Regions from separate parts of the Zea mays genome. Here regions 2 and 3 are each linked to region 1. The links are chromatin contacts, called in public Hi-C maps. All regions are on one chromosome and are shown on one strand. Each heading gives the region's core, a stretch centred on a gene start, on an enhancer-like site or on the middle of the called end of the contact. The rest is flanking DNA. Distances are from core to core; before and after follow the strand shown. Region 1 holds the start of LOC100279503 (Topoisomerase II-associated protein PAT1). Region 2 holds the start of LOC103626898 (E3 ubiquitin-protein ligase SINAT5-like). Region 3 holds the start of LOC100284029.

Evidence for each region. A called contact is a pair of places that touch in the nucleus more often than the background predicts.
Region 2: a Hi-C map of endosperm shows a contact between it and region 1, with 2.7 times the contacts expected there. The contact joins the promoter of LOC103626898 here to the promoter of LOC100279503 in region 1. A contact is called at or near these places in 4 of 25 Hi-C or Micro-C datasets (ear, endosperm, leaf and 1 more).
Region 3: a contact with region 1 is called in a Hi-C map of endosperm, with 2.6 times the contacts expected there. The contact joins the promoter of LOC100284029 here to the promoter of LOC100279503 in region 1. A contact is called at or near these places in 3 of 25 Hi-C or Micro-C datasets (ear, endosperm and tassel).

What each region holds. Positions count from the first base shown.
Region 1 is chr5:133,454,104-133,458,352 of Zm-B73-REFERENCE-NAM-5.0, reverse strand. LOC100279503 (Topoisomerase II-associated protein PAT1) reads right to left here and starts at 2,378. Exons shown (of 6, transcript NM_001152504.1): 1 at 2,212-2,378; 2 at 1,966-2,119; 3 at 1,284-1,438; 4 at 383-436. The coding sequence starts at 1,975.
Region 2 is chr5:133,277,526-133,281,774 of Zm-B73-REFERENCE-NAM-5.0, reverse strand. LOC103626898 (E3 ubiquitin-protein ligase SINAT5-like) reads right to left here and starts at 2,359. Exons shown (of 3, transcript NM_001319708.1): 1 at 1,907-2,359; 2 at 1-122. The coding sequence starts at 2,182.
Region 3 is chr5:133,619,360-133,623,608 of Zm-B73-REFERENCE-NAM-5.0, reverse strand. It overlaps LOC100284029, which reads right to left and starts at 2,184. Exons shown (of 6, transcript NM_001156927.1): 1 at 1,852-2,184; 2 at 1,030-1,199. The coding sequence starts at 1,993.

The sequences.
Region 1 (4,249 bases), core at 1,129-3,628:
TAATTAGCTGCTAAAATTAGTTGTAGAGGTTCCAAACACCCCTAGCTAATACACCAACAAATTGTTAGCTAACTCACAGCTAACTAGTTCATTAGTTGGATCAACCCAGCTATTAATTTATTAGCTAGCTAACTATTAGCTCTAGGGGTTCCAAACAGGGCCTAAATGTAACAAGGTATACATGTAAATTTGGTACACTGTACATAATTGTTGAGGTATAAGTAAAACCAGATCTTTTTAGCTCATGTGATGGCTTACAAATACTTAAATCCATGTGCTATTATATTTTCAAAATAACTCAGTTGCATCATTATTCTAAGGAATAAATCTCAAGACATACATATTTACTTATGCATGTACATATTTAACAAATAAGGCAAACCTTCGAGAAAGTTCCAGCAAGATCATCAATGTCAGCAAATGAACCTACACCCTCCTGCAAAAACGAAATTTCATCAGTATGAGTAGTGATACATTCTTGTGTTGGCATAAAGAAATTATGTGGCACGCCTGCAGCTTGAAATATAAAAAAAGCAGTACACCATGCCTAAAACATTACTGGATGCAACTGAGGTTCCATGGTATAAAAAATAAAAGCAGAACAAGAGTTCACAGGACACAGCCAGCCTAAATGATAAATTGCAATATCCGCTTCGTGACATAATTTACAGCTAAAAGTTGCTTAGTGTGCAAGTGGAACTAACTCCAGTACAAGAAAAGCAACACCATCATTAGCTTTGTAATTCTAGGTTATGTACACAAGATTTAACTGTCTGATCCTATAATTGTTAACAACTTTATTATTGCAAAAACCACAATGCCATCTTCCAAAATTTCAAGGTGATATATGTTTGGTAATGTCACACCAACCCCAAAAATATGACTGTTATTTCACAGGCTTTCAGTTGTATCAGCGTTGAATGTTTTCAGAATCACAAAAATGACAATGCCAGCATGTATGAACTTACGTGACACAAAATTGTTGGTACCCTCTACCAGGCTCCGAATGACAAACAGAATGATAATAGAGAGCAAGCAAAGAATGGTCAAATCAACTCCTTCAAGACTCATCCCTCAAGTTCTAAATTGAAAAGTGAGCATGCTACCTTCTCATGTAAAAGGAAGCTTCATAATAACTAACAATTCTTTGGTTTATAAAACCACAAACATATAACTTATTCACTGTGTCATCTTTGTTATCAACAAAGAAAAAAATCGATAACATTTATCACTTCAAACATATGTAAGCTCTGTCAAGCACAAAAAATGATCATCTACACTACCTCCAACATATTATCCCTCCCATAAAGAGGGTTTTCTTCATCTTCGTGCTCAATAAATGCAGCATCATCATCATCATCCAATCCACCTAGTTCAACCTCCTCCACGGCATTGTTGCCAAAGAAAGCATACTGTGATGCATCAAATTTGGTATCGCCTGTACAGGGATATCAATAATCTGGCAATCAGTATCAGATGCCATAGGGCAAATATAGCAAAAACAAGACTAGATATAGCAGGCTAAGAAATTGTTACAGAGTACAACAGCTTCAAAGAAGTTCCCAGCAGTAAGGCAGCTTAAAATGAGCTCAAAACGGAACACTGCATCAGAACCATTGGAGATTCACAACCTATTCCCTCACTAGACTAAAAGCTAATCCAAGCAATGGTGGACATCAGAACTAACTGCAACAGACGTCATTAGCTATCCATGACCGCTGTAGCAAAATTATTCAACCAATTGTTAAGATAATATCAAATGCCAACAAACCCCATAGAAAAATCTCAACTCATTGATTTCGGAAAAACTGTTTATTGACAGTGTAAATAATCTGAAAAAAAAAAGAAAAGTCAAGGGGAAACGAATATGGTTCACCGGAACAACTCCAATCGCTATCATAAGAACCAAATGAAAAATGTACACTCATGGGAATACAAATAAACTAGGAGGAATTGATTGAACACCTGATTCCATGGCAGGGGTAGCGTCTAGCCCCCAAAAAAATTCTGGGAGACAAGTTGCTACGAGCAGAACATCCGCCACCAAGGTATCCAAGAAGCTGAATCCACCACCGGATGGGTTGGGTTAGCGCCGGGTCACAAACAAATCCAAAGCTACCTGCACGGGGAGTAAGCGAGACACGGATCTGACTGCATGGACTCGCAGCAAAGAGAAACCAAAACGAAACTCCTACATGAACAATTCCTTACCGATAACACAAATCACGCTGGCTGGATCTCCCAGATGCGCGACGCGAATAAAGGGGAGAAGGGATGACGATGAGAGAGAAATTCGAGGTGTCGCTCGGCAGTGGAAGGAGGACGTCGGTCTCTCTTACGGCGGCGGCGGCCAATCGAGGGTTCGGCTGCCCGATGGTATGACGTAGGCAGGAGTCCCGGAGGCGGAAGGGGTCGGGACTGGGACGACTGGACGAGGCTTTTTTTTCCTTCTTTTCCCGTGAGAAAGCACCGGCCCTAAAGATAGGGACATTATCTTTGGATTTTTTTTTTGTTTCCCATTACAACCGTCTGTCGAGTTTTTTTTAAAAAAAACTCAGGTATTCCAACTTCTTAAAATTATTACTCCAAGACAGATAATTAGGATTCTAGTATTATAACATCTGCCATATTGAAGATTGGTTATCGTATGTGTTTTAAACCCTGTCTATAGTTTTCTCACGCCGGGCTCTCTCACGGCGGCTGTTACTGGATTTTCTCCTCTCTACTTGTCATCCTGTTGCTAAAAACACATCTCAAGTTAGACTCGTCCATGAGTAGTCGTCATCCATTTCTCCTAGCCGCTCTTGGTTCGCGCTCGTTGAAAATGGAGGCGTCGATGCAGTCCAAGCTCCCCTTTCCACGCTGCCGAGAGCGCTCTCGTCCATGAGTAGTCGTCATCCATTTCTCCTAGCCGCTCTTGGTTCGCGCTCGTCGGAAATGGAGGCGTCGATGCAGTCCAAGCTCCCCTTTTCTCATTACTCCTCAAGACCATGGTAGTTTGGTAAGAGATTTATATTTGTTCTTGCTATATTACTGCATGTTTCATTCACTATTAGATTTTAGACGCCATCAGAAAGCAGAGTACATGAATTTGACATGGTTCAGTCACTATTGCGTCACATGAATTTGGAATGGTTCAGTCACATGAATTTGTAATGGTTCAGTCACTATTACGTTTACAAAACTGAGTCCCTATTCCAAATTATCTCGTTACCCTCAACTCAGTCACCATTTGAGTTTATAGAACTATACGCAGTCACTATTTTAGTGACTATTTGAGTTTACAGAACTATACTTGAGTTTACATAACTATACAGAATCTATGACAAAACGTAGGCAAATGACATTGTTAGGAGTAGGGGCACAGCCACCGTGGGTGCCTCGCTCGACACGAGCAACATTCTTTATGGCACTAGCAGAATACGCTTGCGCCATCGATAATCCAGCACACATGATTCGGTATGTTTTAGTGTTAGGAACATTATAGATTTGGATTGGCAATATTGATGTGTCAGAGAATCTCATTCTTCGATTTTTTGTGTAGGCATAGAGATTAAATAGAGTTTGGAATGGTGTTTTAGACGTCATTAGATAGATGCAAGTCTCAGCCGATGAGTTGAGGAGGTTGACCAGACGCAACCATGTGCTTGATTATGTAGAGTACCTGCACAAGAATAGTCTGATTAATGCCATAAGTGTTGTTACTGAAATTGCACAAGGTCTAGACCATGTGAGCACGGATCTAGAGGAAGTTCTTATTGGTCCACAACCTCTTCTTGAAGATTATGAAGCCCTTAGCTTGTACGATGATTTCCAATGCGATGGTGAACATAGCTCTGTGGACTCGGATGAGGTCAATGATCATCGTCTATCGCATATGAGCAAGCGTATATGAGATATATGTTTGTGAGAGAGTTTAGTTTGCCACTCAAGTATGTATCTTAATGTTTTATGAATTGTACTACCTTTCTGTGAAGTTTGGTTAGGCTCCGTATTTAGGGTTTGCCTGTGTTATGAAGTGCTTAGTTAATTGTCATTGTTGTTCCTGCTACTTGTATGATAATGAAGACTTGAGTTATGAAAATGAAGAGTTGTGTTATGAGTTGTATTTTGTGGAAGCAATTCAGCTCAGTGTGTTTTCAGTCTGTTTTCAGTGTGGATTTTTGTGAAAGCAATTTAGTTTGCCTGTGTTCAGTCTGTTTTCAGTTTAGTCTGTTTTCAGTTCAAAGCAATTCTTGAACTGATTTAG
Region 2 (4,249 bases), core at 1,110-3,609, 180 kb after region 1:
AGTGATTCAGCCACCTTCTCTAATGCCAGACACCTGATGTCACCTAGCTCTTGTCGACAAGTTGGGCAGCGGTTGTGCACCCGAGTTTTGCAGGTGGAACATAGAGTATGACCATTTTGGCACTGTAACATAGGGAAACATTTCAGTTTGTAACAGGCTAATTTTTATGTCGATTGTTGAACCATGGGATTCAAATGCTAAACCTAGAAAATTCAAAGTTTCATATAATAAATGCTAAAACTAGGATGTATTTTCTCATTACATGGTTTCCAGAAGAGAAGAATAACAGGGAACAGAAAATAGATATATCAACAAATATATATTGTTCAATGTAGTAGAGCAAAATAGGATTATACTACTACAACGGATATGAAAGATTGCCCCTTCTAGTAAATGCTATTGGTCAGTCAAGCAGATCATTTTCACAAAGTAGATAGAAATTTTTTCCTCTTCACTTCCAAATGGGAATTTTATATATAGACTAACAAGAAAAGGACCTCAAAAACAAATTTTGAAGATGCATAATCAGCACCCAAACTACTAAAGGGAACTGCATAAGTTATCAAGCAACAGGAAACTTATTGGTCAAGATTTTTACTGGTCAGTTCAGAATCAAACATGAAAGCATTAGAGCATCCCATGGTAGAATGAATCCTGTGCTATTTGTGTCTGCAAAAAGACACAGTTGGAATCGTTGTATGCTATTCAGGAAAGTATCATAAGACATTAATAAAATCTTATCAATACATAAGGTTATTGAAACGCACTCTGGTGAGGAATATATAAGGAGAGCGTCAAGTAAATCAATTGTCAATTATTAAAATGTTCAATTTTGGAGAGACAAAATTGGCTGTGGGAACTACGCAATACTGCAATAGCAGTAATCCACAAAGAATTTGGCAGGCTCAGAGGAATCTAAAATACATGGCAGTAACTTAAAGAACAATTGACCTGATTAAACCAAAAGGACATCTCTACTTCTCTAGTTTGCAAACATTGTATCTTCCTCTTGGGTACGGGCATGAAAGCACGCACACACAGCATCCATAAAAACACAAATAAACTAGAAAAGGAAACTGTTGGGATTTTTTTATTAGATATAGAAGGGCATAGATGTTGCTTCCAAAGGAACACGTCACTTCATAAACATCTGCCCTAACCCTCATTCTTGCTTCCCAGTGTTAAATTCACTTCAAGCATTGAATGGACGAATGACATGAATGACGAGGCTAATTCAATCCTCATCTATTAATGCTCTGCCCCACATTCTGATTCCAGGCACAAGCTGACAAGCATAAACTCAAACGAGGTGCTACTCCTTGCGGCACACTGATTTCATTCGAAGACTAGAGACCACTGAGGAACAGAAACACAATCCATTACTACAAACAAATATGGAAGGAAACTAGATTGACAACATCGATAATTCGAGACAATTACAATATCTTAGATTCTCTGTATCTAAACTGCAATTATCACACAGTTAGCTATATGGAAAATTTAACTATTTTCCACTATTTAAAGGTGGGTGGCAAATTTTTTACCAAATCAGTGACTATGATGTCATGACACAAATTAAATGAGTGCTACAGTAAGTGGCAAAAATCGAATGTCCCGCTATATCGGTGGTTTGCAGGATGCAGAGGATGGGCAAGACGCATTTGCGATAGATGAAGAAAGGAAAGTTATTCCCCTATCAAATGTACCGATTACGCATGCCTGGGACAGAAAGATCGCGGGGAATTAAGCGGCCAGGTCTCCCCATGACCAAGAACCGCGAGCACAAGCAACAAAGATCCTAACCCTATATTGGAAGTAGCAACAGATCACGCAACCTCAGCCTTGGTAGGGCTAACATGCCAAGATCCCGAAACGAAGGCACTAAAGGAATCGGAGCGGGGCGCACCTGGTGGATAGGCGGGTACATGGAATTGGTGCAGACGGGGCACTCGAGCAGCTCGTGCACGCCCGTGGCTGGCGAAATCACCAGCGAACCCGCTCCCGCTACCGGCCCGGCGGCACCGACGCGGTCGGAGACGACGACCACGTTGACGGCGGCAGTACCGGCGGTGGAGGAGGATTTGAGGAAGGGGCGAGGGAGCTGGGACGAGGTGACGGCGTCGGTGTCGTCGTCCCCCATGCTGTCGGAGTAGGACATGCACTCGATGCTGTCCAGCTCCATGTTCCGCAGCAGATCGGGCCGAGAATCTTGACGGGTGCCCAACTTGTGCCGAGGCTCAGATTCGGCTCTCTCTCCGCCCTTCCTCGCGCGGGTCCGGATTGTTGCACCAGGTGCTCCGGGCTCCGAGGACTCGATCGAAGAACTCCACGGGCGCGGGCGGCGAGGGGACAGGGCAAGGGGAGCGTAGCAAAGGGGATGACAGACCAGGTGGGCTGTGGGTGTGAAGGGATGAAACGGGGGGAAGAGGGACTGAGGGAGGAATGTGTGTGGGGTCGGCGGTTGCGGCGGGTGGTGGTGGGGGCATGATGCGGTGGGGGTACCCAGCACGCGGCGTGGCGTACTGTCGTGGTGCCTTTTTCGGGTGGGTTTTTTATGACGGTCTGCAGGCAGACTGCTGTTGTGTGTGTGGTGTGGTGCGGCGCACGTTCAAATTTGAACCTGTCGACCGGCGGACGCAGGACCGCGGGCGTGGGCTGGCCGCAGTCAGACTGTCAGAGCACATGTCTTTCAGGAATTTGATGTGAGAGCGTTTGGTTATTGGCCCATTTTAAAAATCCAAATAACGCTACACTTGTATAGATTTTTCAAATATAAAAGATAGCAAAGCTATACAGCTCTAAGCCTCCACATTATATATATACCAACGCTATTTGTCACCTAGGGTAAAGCTTCACCTGGACCAAGGCAGAGCTCTCAGTGTGGCAAGATATGACATCCGCCATACCTTAATTTTCTAGTGAATTTACCCCAAAATCACTGTGTACCATAAGCACATATAAGGAAATTAAGTTTCGCTACGAGAAACTTACCATCGGCGGTCGGAGTAAGAACAAAAACGCATGTACTTTACGAACCGTTACCAGGCCTCCAGGCTGCTACTCTCTATGGGCCTTTTGGCCTTTGCTTGGCACGTTGACAGTTGACTACGACCTTCTTGCTAGCTAGCTGGACTTGGAGCCAACCACATGAGTACAGTTTGTCAGACGTATGCTAGGATTACTTCACCAAATCACTGTTTTGTGTCTCCATGGCTCAGATGTCCATCGCTCAGTTATCTTTCTGTCTCCCACAGCACCAAGGTCGCCCGTTCATCGCAAGGGTTGAGCAACAGTCATGGCATCTTCGACGAGACTGTGATGGTGGTGGTTGCGCAGTGGATCTCCTATCTATGCCACTGAGTGAAAAATCATTGCTATGTTTCGTCATACCTTAGATCTTTTCCGTCCTCCGCCACTGACCCGAACCCAGCCGCGCCCCCGACGCTGGGATCAGCTTGACCCGCGCGAGGGCCACGTGCTGGCGGCCAACACGATAGGCTCAGATCCAAAAAAAGGCGGCAAAAAACAACGCGCGGACGCGCCCTCTCACCCCACCCCGACCAATATAAAAGCGGACGGGCTTCGATCCCGATGTAACCCTAAAAATAAAAAATATTATTGGTGCTGTCGCCGCTGCCCGACTTCGATTCACGTCGAGTGCACCCACCGACAGTCAGTAAGATCGATCGCGAGCCGTTGTCTTCCTTTCGCGGTGATCGTCATCTGTTGTTGACTTAGGAGGTACGATCTGACAGTAAGTTCCTGAAAGGGAAATGTGCCCTTGGGACATTTCCAGTTGTTTTGGTGATTAAATGCTCAACACATTACTAAGAACTAGCACTGCTCTTATGAGCATGAGCACAGGTGGTTAGAAAAGCAAATTGAAGCAAATGTACGTTTCTAGCACTTAGTTATTTGTTTTAGGTGCTAACAATGTTCATCTAAGTGCTAGGGAACTTCTCAAGTCAAGCAAAAATGTAGTGAAGAAGGTTGGCTAAGTATGGCCAAACTTGGACCAGTCTCGACCTCACCGGACAGTCACCCGAGACGTGCTCAGGCGAGTCAGGACAGCGCTCGGGTGAAATGTCACACCCGGTTTTGGAAGGTAAACCGAATGCGAATCATGTACGTGCTAGGATCAGAAATTTCACGTACATGGCGATTACATAAATGACTCATCATAGCACAAATGCTTCGAATAACAATAAAGAGTAAGTAATGATATTAAAGACTAGAGTCATTTACATAA
Region 3 (4,249 bases), core at 935-3,434, 170 kb before region 1:
CCGTATATAATTTGAGATGGAAGGTGTAATTTGATTTAAAACGATTTTAGGAATTTGAAAAGGAAATCTGTTTGGGCGACTGTGGAATTCAGGAGGCGACTGCGACATACGACGAAGCCGGCACACGCAGACGCACCGACCTCCTCTTCTCGCTCGTCTGCTTCTCTTTTGCTCATTTTAACCGTCGCTCGTGTCGCCTTCTCCTATGTCGCACCCGACTGCTGCCTCTGAGCCTGCCCCCGCCACCTCGGCGCCCTAGTCGCCGCCGGAGCGCCGCCTCAACGTCTCGATCCCGGTACTTCCTCCCCCGAATCTCACCGAGCCCGCCAGATACACCCTTCTTTCATCAGGGTGTGGGTTCAAATCCCAACACTTGCACCGATTTTTAACATAACACACCTCCTGCACCGATTTTTAACATTTTACGTTGAGTTGATTTGGAAGAAATGTAGGACTTTTTTGTAAAAAGATGACCGTTGAAACTGGTGCTTTAAGTATAGTAGAGATTTAAACAATCTATCTAATGATAATAATTACGTACTATAAATATTAATATTTATTAAAGACGTTTGAGTCTCAGGAAGTGAGAGTGACACTTACTTTGAGACAGGAGTAAATCAATAGTTGGAATTTTGGCTTTCAGAACAAAAAGTAGGGCTTACAAACATAATATAGCATAAACAAGTTGGTCTAGGTATTGACGTGATGGTCATGGACTAATCACTTAGATTAATTTTTGAATTAGAAAGTGACCCTATCCAATAAGGAATACCAATAAAAGTACACACTGAAGTACAATGCCCCCAACAAATAAGCCAAGGGATTGGCTCAATGCAAGAGTAGCAAGACCCTGAAGGGCACGTAAGTTACTAGGTGCAAAATAACAACAATAAATTCATGGCAAGTACAGAAGCTCAACACACATGGCTTCGACACCATGCACCTTGAAGCTGATAAAAATTGTAAATGTATGATAAATCTAGCAGCAGACGGGAACTCTTCTTTCCATGAAGTTTTCATTAAACAAACCTTAGCATCCTTGACATTGTGATAAAAGGGAGAGGCAGTATGAAATACAGTGTCGCATCCATGAACTGCAGCATCGAAAGAACCCTCTTCTAGCAGGCTAGCTTTAAATAAGTGCAGCCTATCCTTAGCACCATCCAACGCAGTCAGGTGCAATGTTTTCTTTGGGTCAGCTGAAAAGTGAAGACAACAATGACTGTATGCCAAAGGTAATATTGCGTATGTGAAATGAAGAACAGAGAGTGCGAAAATAGTAAAAAATAATAGTTTGGTAGCGCAACATAGAGAACTGCAGAGTCCGGTAAAATTCGTTTATACGTAGCCACTTGGAAGGGAAGTAAGAAGTACACATAAAACTGAAGAGAGTGAAGATGAGGTTGGACACTTGAGCCATATGTTTCAGCCGATATTCATGACACTCTTTTGTTCCCGAGGGTTACATTGGACATAGAGTTCCTGTTCTTTTTTTCTCCAGAGAGGGGCTTATTCTCTCCCTTTTGGAATTTGGTGTACCGATATGTATGGGGATACAAAGTAATCCTTAAGAAACTGACCAAACAAGTTGATCGGTAGCAGCATTTTTCAGTCTACAGATGCAATCAAAGATTTCGGGTGCCTCCGGCAAGTGGATCCATAAGCAAAATAGTACCAAATCTGCCATCCCAAATTTACCAAGGTAGGATATCCAGTCCCGTGCCAACTAATCAATTCCCAGTCTAACCTAACCAATCTCACAAAACATCATAGCGATTCTGCTAGCTACCACAAGGAAACAGTGGAAAAGGGAAGACAAGGGGACTGGGGAGGACGGGCCGGGATGCGCACCGGTGTCTCGCACGGTGGCGCGGACGGTGTAGCCGCGGTCGAGTAGGAGCCTGACAATCCAGGACGCGATGTACCCTGATGCGCCGGTGACGCAAACCACCTTCCCCGTCCCCATCGTAGCCGTCGCAGCAGCAGAGGCCATAACCGCCGCCTTGTGTTGTTGCGTTGCGCCTGAGCCTGCTTCGCTGGAGACCTGGAGTGGTTACAGGCAGCCGCGCTGTGAGGGAAACAGAGATACGGATTGGGGAGATTTAAGCATCCGTGATTCAGTAGCCGTGGGAAAATTGGAGTCTTTTGCTCTGTGTTACTGTTAGCGGCATCATCTACCTACTTACGTCACTATAGTCTAGGTTTGGTATCTAATTCCATCAGCGCTTACCTCAGTCGGTCAATCTTAGGTTGAACACGAGGACTAGTCACACAGGAAATGTGGAATATGATCCAAATTTAATTTTTTTAACTCTATCGGTTCTAATTTATAATTCATTTAACTTTTTTACCATAAATATAATCAACTCATCTTATTTAAAAAATTCATAATTATTATTAATTTTTATGATGATGTTGTTTAGCATATAATATATATCTATACTTAAATTATCAGTTTCAACGGTCGTTCCGCGTCATGTTTTTACAAATAACCCCTCACATCTATTTAAAATTAACATGTCGGTCCCCTCTGCGCAGTCAACCTCCACGTCCCAAACCACACCTCTGCATATAGACGACTAAACGAAAACGACGACCCGACACGGGCCCGCTAGGCCCGACGCTGCAGGCACAGCACACCGCCCTGCTGACCATGTCGGACCAGCTCGTCGGGCTATTTGGTTAAATCAGCGTAAAATGTTAAAAACAGTGTAGGAGGTGGGGTTTGAACCCACACCCTAATAGAAGAAGGATGGGAGACACTGGACGAAGGTATAGTTGGTGTGGTATATGATTGTTCATGTAATGGTGAATGGTACACATGTAATGGTGTATGTTTATTTATGTGGTGTATGTTTTTTTTGTATGTACGATATGTGAATCTATATTAGAAGCTGACTGTGTGGTAGAAGATCCAAACACGTTCTAAGACAACCCGCAGGACACGTTCGAGCAAGGCAAGTGGATTCTCCCTCTGCATTTCTGTTTGTACCCAATAATGCATATAATAATATTTACTTTTCGAATATTTGCATAATTTGATGGGATTTGTCTAAATAGGGTTTCCTATAAATACCAACCCTATTCCTGGATTACCCTGGGATAAATATTATGCTTAGCAATTTGTGCTACCGCTCAACTTGATAATTATGATGTCACTCATTAATGATACTAATGTTCCAGAAATGAAGTTTGTATTATGAAATTAACCCGATGGTTAAACAAGATCATTTCGTATTAAATGGCACATAGAGTGACCACCCAGGATAACAGTGCAACCACGAGTGCTATAATGGCTCTGGCTTTGGCAATATATAGCTCTATAGACTTAGTGCTTAGCAACCCTACCTGAAAGATGGGCAAGAAGGGGCGGCAGTGGTGTGGTGGAAGCTTATGTTAACATAGGGTGGTAGTCTTGGCTAAGTTACCTCGCCTAGAGGGTCATCAATACTGACGTGGAAACCTTAGCGGTTGGCTTTGTACTAAGGATATTTTGTGAAAGCCTCGTAATGGATCCCTAGTCATTCACCTTGGCAGTGTTTATGGGTCCGTACAACCTAAGCTAGATGGGATACATGGCTTGTGGGTAAAGTTGTACCACCTTTGCAGAGTGTAAAAATGATATGTCAACCGTGCTCACAGTTAAGAGCAACCTGGACCCTCACGTGATAATTAAACTTAAAGATGGAAAATAAATCGTGATCCTATGATTTATAAATAGTTTGCTTAAGTGGTTTCACTTAAGTGTTTTTGAGATTTAATTTTGTACTTATGTTTAATTAGAAATTTTGGGATACACTTACAACTAGTAAGTCAAGCGTTGTTAATAAAATATTGACCAACTAAAATGCTTACCGCTTATCCATAGCCTACCTTATTAAACTTGCATTATTCCTCCCACTTGCTGAGCCCCGACCATAAGTGAGCTCAACCCTTGCTAATATTTTAAACAGAGGATGAAGAAGAAGACTTTGCAGATGATGTTGATGAGTACTAAGTCTAACGATGCGCCAGTCATCTTCCTGTGGAAGAGCGTCCATGTTTTATCCGTTGTACTTTGATGATGATACTATTTAAGACACTTATGTCTGGAATATGTAATAAATTAACTCTATTCTCTTTACGCCTTTATTGCATTGTCTTTTCATATATTACACTTGTGACGTCAACATATGTGTGGAAAATGGATCCTGGCACACATATTCTATGCATTCGATTTTGCCCCAAAAACTGGGTGTGGCAGAAGTGG